Linked DNA regions of Arabidopsis thaliana: region 2 is linked to region 1. A link is a contact called in public capture Hi-C data. All regions are on one chromosome and are shown on one strand. The core of a region is the stretch at or near the end of the contact, and the rest is flanking DNA. Distances in the headings are between cores, read along the strand shown. Region 1 holds the start of LIG1 (DNA ligase 1). Region 2 holds the start of AT1G08270 (vacuolar protein sorting-associated protein).

The links. Capture Hi-C pulls out chosen DNA fragments and counts their contacts.
Region 2: a contact with region 1 is called in a capture Hi-C map of seedling, with 1.8 times the contacts expected there. The contact joins the promoter of AT1G08270 here to the promoter of LIG1 in region 1. A contact is called at or near these places in 3 of 26 Hi-C or Micro-C datasets (callus and root) and 1 of 3 other capture datasets (seedling).

The regions. Positions count from the first base shown.
Region 1 is chr1:2,546,636-2,549,359 of TAIR10.1, reverse strand. It overlaps LIG1 (DNA ligase 1), which reads left to right and starts at 1,414. Exons shown (of 17, transcript NM_100689.5): 1 at 1,414-2,330; 2 at 2,451-2,567; 3 at 2,696-2,724. The coding sequence starts at 1,545. It overlaps CHX6B (cation/H+ exchanger 6B), which reads left to right. Exons shown (of 4, transcript NM_179279.3): 3 at 1-22; 4 at 110-864. The coding sequence ends at 541.
Region 2 is chr1:2,606,147-2,608,870 of TAIR10.1, reverse strand. It overlaps AT1G08270 (vacuolar protein sorting-associated protein), which reads left to right and starts at 1,364. Exons shown (of 3, transcript NM_202063.1): 1 at 1,364-1,894; 2 at 1,986-2,188; 3 at 2,303-2,602. The coding sequence starts at 1,534. The coding sequence ends at 2,023. TIL1 (DNA polymerase epsilon catalytic subunit) reads right to left here. Exons shown (of 49, transcript NM_100699.6): 48 at 2,686-2,724; 49 at 1,979-2,348. The coding sequence ends at 1,979. AT1G08280 (Glycosyltransferase family 29 (sialyltransferase) family protein) reads right to left here and starts at 994. Exons shown (of 1, transcript NM_100701.3): 1 at 1-994. The coding sequence starts at 463.

The DNA.
Region 1 (2,724 bases), core at 165-2,664:
AGCCCTAGAATCTCCGTGCCGTGTAAGTAACTACATTCTTTTTTTTTTGTTTTTTTTTGTTTATTCTAAATGATGTTGAATATTTTTTATTTTCATACATTAAATGCAGGTGTGCTTGATTTACGTGGGTGGGAATGACGACAAAGAGGCCCTGGCATTAGCTGACCACATGAGAGGTAACCAACAAGTGATTCTAACGGTCTTGCGTCTGATCCCTACGTCTTATGCCGATGAGAGTAGCTTGAGGATTCATAGCCAAATGGTAGACATGAACCGTCATGAAGACCAAAGGCCTGGAGATAAGTCAACCATCATTGACTGGACGGTGGGAGATGGCACAGAGACATCCAAAATTTTGCACTCCGTGTCTTACGACTATGATCTATTCATAGTCGGTCGAAGAAGTGGGGTTGGTACTACAGTCACCAGAGGACTCGGGGATTGGATGGAATTCGAAGAACTTGGAGTCATTGGAGATTTGTTAGCATCTGAATATTTTCCTTCTAGAGCCTCCGTGTTAGTCGTCCAACAACAAGAGTGAGAAGCATTTATCCTGAAATTGAGTTAGCTTCAATCTTGGTTTATTTTCCTTATTGAAATTAAGATCCTTTACAAACAAAGTGTAACGGATCTTATAGGAAGCACACAATAGATTTTTTTGTGTTGTAAGGACTACAAAACACATGTTCATCATTCATGTATAGGGGAGAAATACATATACTAGGTGATGAGAAGGTAAATCATCGATCCCACAAATTAACAGGCGGATTTAGTGAAGAAATACAGGGTGCATGTGCAACCACTAAATTATTGAAATATGTGTTTTATTTTAATTCTACACTAAGATTTGTATCCTAATTGGCCAATTAAACAAGATAAAGATTAAAAGTTGAGGAACTCGTAAACAGCCCTTCACGCGCTTAATTTTTTAATTTTACGGAAAACAGCAATTTCGCATGGATTTCGGATAGGTGGCGTCTACGCGCTCATTGTGCGAATGAGTAAGATACTTAGATTTCACAGTTCGATAACCATACGCGTCACGTTTGGGCTGACATTATACTGTCTATTGGGCTATAACGATATTTTTTCCATATCATAGACCCACATAAAATAAAAAGGCCCAATAACAAAAATTTAAAACTAGGGCACAGTTTAGTGTATGAGTATCCATTAGTGATAGCATTTGATGTAATTTATAAAATATTATATTTACAATAACCTTTGAAATAATCATCACAATTTTGTCCAAATTTGAAGTTTTCAAAAAAATAAAATTTGATCATTGGGATCTATTAAAGATTTGGACTAACCCTAATTAGTAATTACAGGTAGAAACTCTGGATAAAAAATCGTATTCTTTCGGCAAATCCGAACCATCTTAAGATATCTTAGCCCGCTTCTTCAGGTGGTCCTAATTTGGCCCAACATAAAGGAGAGAGTGGCGGGTGAGAAATTCTGCCGCCAATATATTATCACCTTTCTTCAAGGTTGCAAACTTGCAACACCTGTCCTTTCTAAAACCCTAATTTCAAAATCGACTGATGTTAGCGATTCGATCGTCGAATTACCTCCGATGCATACCTTCTCTCTGTACTAAAACCCAAATCTCTCAATTCTCCTCCGTGTTAATCTCTTTTAGCCGCCAAATTTCCCACTTGCGTCTTAGCTCGTGCCATAGAGCCATGTCTTCTTCCCGCCCTTCTGCATTTGATGCTCTCATGTCCAATGCTCGTGCAGCCGCCAAGAAGAAGACTCCCCAGACAACTAATTTGTCTCGCTCGCCGAACAAAAGGAAAATTGGAGAAACCCAAGATGCTAATTTGGGCAAAACTATTGTTTCCGAAGGTACACTTCCAAAAACGGAGGATCTGCTGGAGCCTGTTTCTGATTCTGCAAATCCCAGATCGGATACATCGTCAATTGCGGAGGATTCAAAGACGGGAGCGAAAAAGGCTAAGACTTTGAGCAAGACAGACGAAATGAAGAGCAAAATTGGATTGCTGAAGAAGAAGCCGAATGATTTCGATCCTGAAAAAATGTCTTGCTGGGAGAAAGGGGAGAGAGTTCCGTTTCTGTTTGTCGCATTGGCTTTTGATCTGATCTCAAATGAAAGTGGCCGGATTGTGATTACTGATATTCTGTGTAACATGTTGAGAACTGTTATTGCCACTACTCCTGAGGATTTGGTCGCTACTGTTTATCTTTCGGCGAATGAGATTGCCCCGGCTCATGAAGGTGTAGAATTGGGAATTGGTGAGAGTACAATTATCAAGGCTATCTCTGAGGCTTTTGGTAGAACTGAGGATCATGTTAAGAAGCAGAATACGGTATGTTGACTTTTTAAAACTTTTGTTGCCTTGTAATTCAATGAGCTTGTCTGGTGTGGAATTGCTATAAGGTTTTTGAATAAGAAAATTAGCAGTTCTGAAATTGAACTTGATTTATAGGAACTGGGAGACTTGGGACTTGTAGCAAAAGGAAGCCGTTCGACTCAGACTATGATGTTCAAGCCCGAACCATTGACTGTTGTCAAGGTTTTCGATACGTTTCGACAAATTGCTAAGGTATTTATAACCTTGTGGCTTTTGAATGCTTGAAATTTTGTTTATGCTTTCAATTGAGATTCAGTCAACCGTCTTTTTGTCTGACTGCATAGAAGATGAGTGGGACTATTGCATGTTAACTATTACAGGAAAGTGGAAAAGATAGTAATGAAAAGAA
Region 2 (2,724 bases), core at 115-2,614, 60 kb before region 1:
ATCTGATCAAATCTAACATGATATTAGGTTCATAAGCTCTTCTACGAGCCCAAAGCCGTAAATTTCTTTTGAACTCTGACCAGTAACGATAAGCCTGAGAAGAACGAAGCGTTACCGGAAACTTGGAGGAGGAAGCAATGTCTCTACTCACACGGCGTTGTTGCTCGCTTGGTCTTATTGACATGGAGCTGAAATGTCGACGGTGGCTTCTCCGAGTGTGGTCGTAATCGGAAATCAAATCGACTTCCTGTTTGAAGTTAGGTTCTCCGGGATCAATGGCGGCGAACTCGAGCAATGTCTCGTTGAATACAATATCTTCAGTCATGAGACCGGAGGAACCAAGCTCAGCGATGGCGGAAGCGAAGGAGAAGCTGCTCCGACGAATCGCCACTCTGCAGATGAGTGTAGCGGCGAAGAAGGCGAAGAGAAGAGCACTGAAGAGAGGTCTAACGGATCGTTTCATCGACGCCGCCGTGATAGATGAGAAAGAAAGAAAGTCGGAAGCTTTTAAACCCCCAATAATTGACGGCGCGGGTCGGATTTTGAAGTCGGATCCATTAACGGGTCTAATGGTAAAGGAGAGAACTTTGAGAAATCTGTATTCAAAATCTTCACAGGAGCTTTAGAAAACTCATGATTCTAAATTAGCAAGGAAGTTAAAACATAAAAAAATGTAAAATTGAAGTCAAAAAGAAGGAGACGACATTGACATTGTTGGTTTCTTGGTTAGGGAAAGAAAGTTTTCAAATGAAGTTAAAGGAAGGTGGTGAGTGAGAGAGATATGGGGAGGTCCTTAAATGGAGGAGATCTGAAGAAAGACGAAAGATCCAATTCAATAAACTAATCATTCTTTACTTCTCTCTCTCTCTTTCTTTTTCTGGAGGTGCAAGCCATGATCTTAATTGCGCTATAGAAAGAAAGATTAAAGAAGAAAGAGTGGGTTCATAAATCATATACAAAGAGGTTATTTTGGGAAACCATTATCTGGTTCGGGTATTACTCTCTCTAGCCGTACGTAGAGAGACTTGTCAATTAGGTTCTATGTCTGCGTCTTTTGCCTAACCCTATTGGAGTCGTTGGACACACAAAATTTAAGCCCATTAAATGAACCTTTTAAACCCATTTTTGGTCCGGTATTAAAACCAGCGAGTATTCTCCTTGTCATTCATCAAAACAGTTAGAAACTCAGACGCCTGGACGTCTTTGTGTTCTACACACAAACACTCTGTTGTTTCTATTTTCAAACGTCAAAAAAAAATCAAAATTTTCCTTTCTCTCTGTTAGCCTCACCGACTTCAAAACTCTCTGCTTTCCCTTAAATTTCTGATCATGGATCAACCACGCTTCTCCTAGGGTTTCTTTAATCATCTGATTTTTTTCGATAAATTATTCAATTTTATGATTGAAGGAATTTATTTCTATAAACCCTAAAAAAAATATGTACAGTAATTTCAAAGAACAAGCGATCGAGTACGTTAGACAAGCGGTAAAGAGGACAATGCTGGTAACTACAACAAAGCTTTTCCTTTGTACATGAACGCGCTTGAATACTTCAAAATCTATCTCAAATATGAGAAGAACCCTAGGATCAGAGATGCCATCACCGACAAGTTCTACGAGTATCTCCGTCGTGCTGAGGAAATTCGTGCGGTATTAGTTGAAGTTGGATCGGGGAAAGGATCGAATGGCGACGCAGCGGTTGCTACGAAGCCTAAGACTAAGCCCAAAGACGGAGGAGATGGAGAAGAATCAAAGCTTCGAGCTGGGTTAAACTCTGCTATTATAAGGGAAAAGCCTAACGTTAAGTGGACAGTTGTTGCTGGGCTTGAAAGTGCCAAACAAGCTTTAAAGGAAGCTGTGATTTTGCCTGTGAATTTTCCACAGTTCTTCACCGGTAAATATTTGAGAGCTTGAAAAAGGTTGTAAACCTATGCACAAATCAATTAACCTATAAACGATGTCTTTCTCTATTGTTTTGTTAATAGCTAGGGCCATATATGATCCAAGAGATGTATTCTTCTAACAGTCTAAACTTCTGGCGCTTTGCTATATCCATGAATATCTCCATCCTCTTGCTGAACTCTGACCCACTCTCCTTGCATCTAAAGGAACCAGAACACTCACACTGCTCTGTCAAATGAGCCGCTTTCACCTGATTGCACCTAATGCACACTACATCCTGCATATGGTACATTCTTTCTCTCTGTCTCACCATCTCTAGAAGGCTACTCTCCATCTGCTCTCTGTCATATATCTTCCCACATTGTGTATCCGCACATGACCATTCTTTCTCTGTTAACAGTGCTGGGTCTCTGCATATATCTAGGTCTCTGTAGGCATCACAGTTGCTGCAACAAGAAAAACAGTACAATCAAAACTCAGTGTATACATTTCCAGCTGTCTTACTGCTTACTACTGCAAAAAAGTCAAGTATTTATTGTCTAGGATTTAGGGGTCTAAGTTTTCTTTTCTTTAGTGTTGCAAGTTTGATATTGCTGTGTAGATTTGATGTGATGATCACCACAAGGGTGAACCAGGATGTCTCTAAAGGAGGGGATTCGCAGGGATTTATGTTTGTGGCCAAAAGACAACTCGATTTCGGAAAACAATTTCTCTATTACTAGACGTAGCCAATCACAAGAATGCTTATTTAAATCACGAGCATTTGTTTTGGTCAAATAATACCTGCAAGCTACATTAGGTAAGATGAAGGATGGCCCAGGA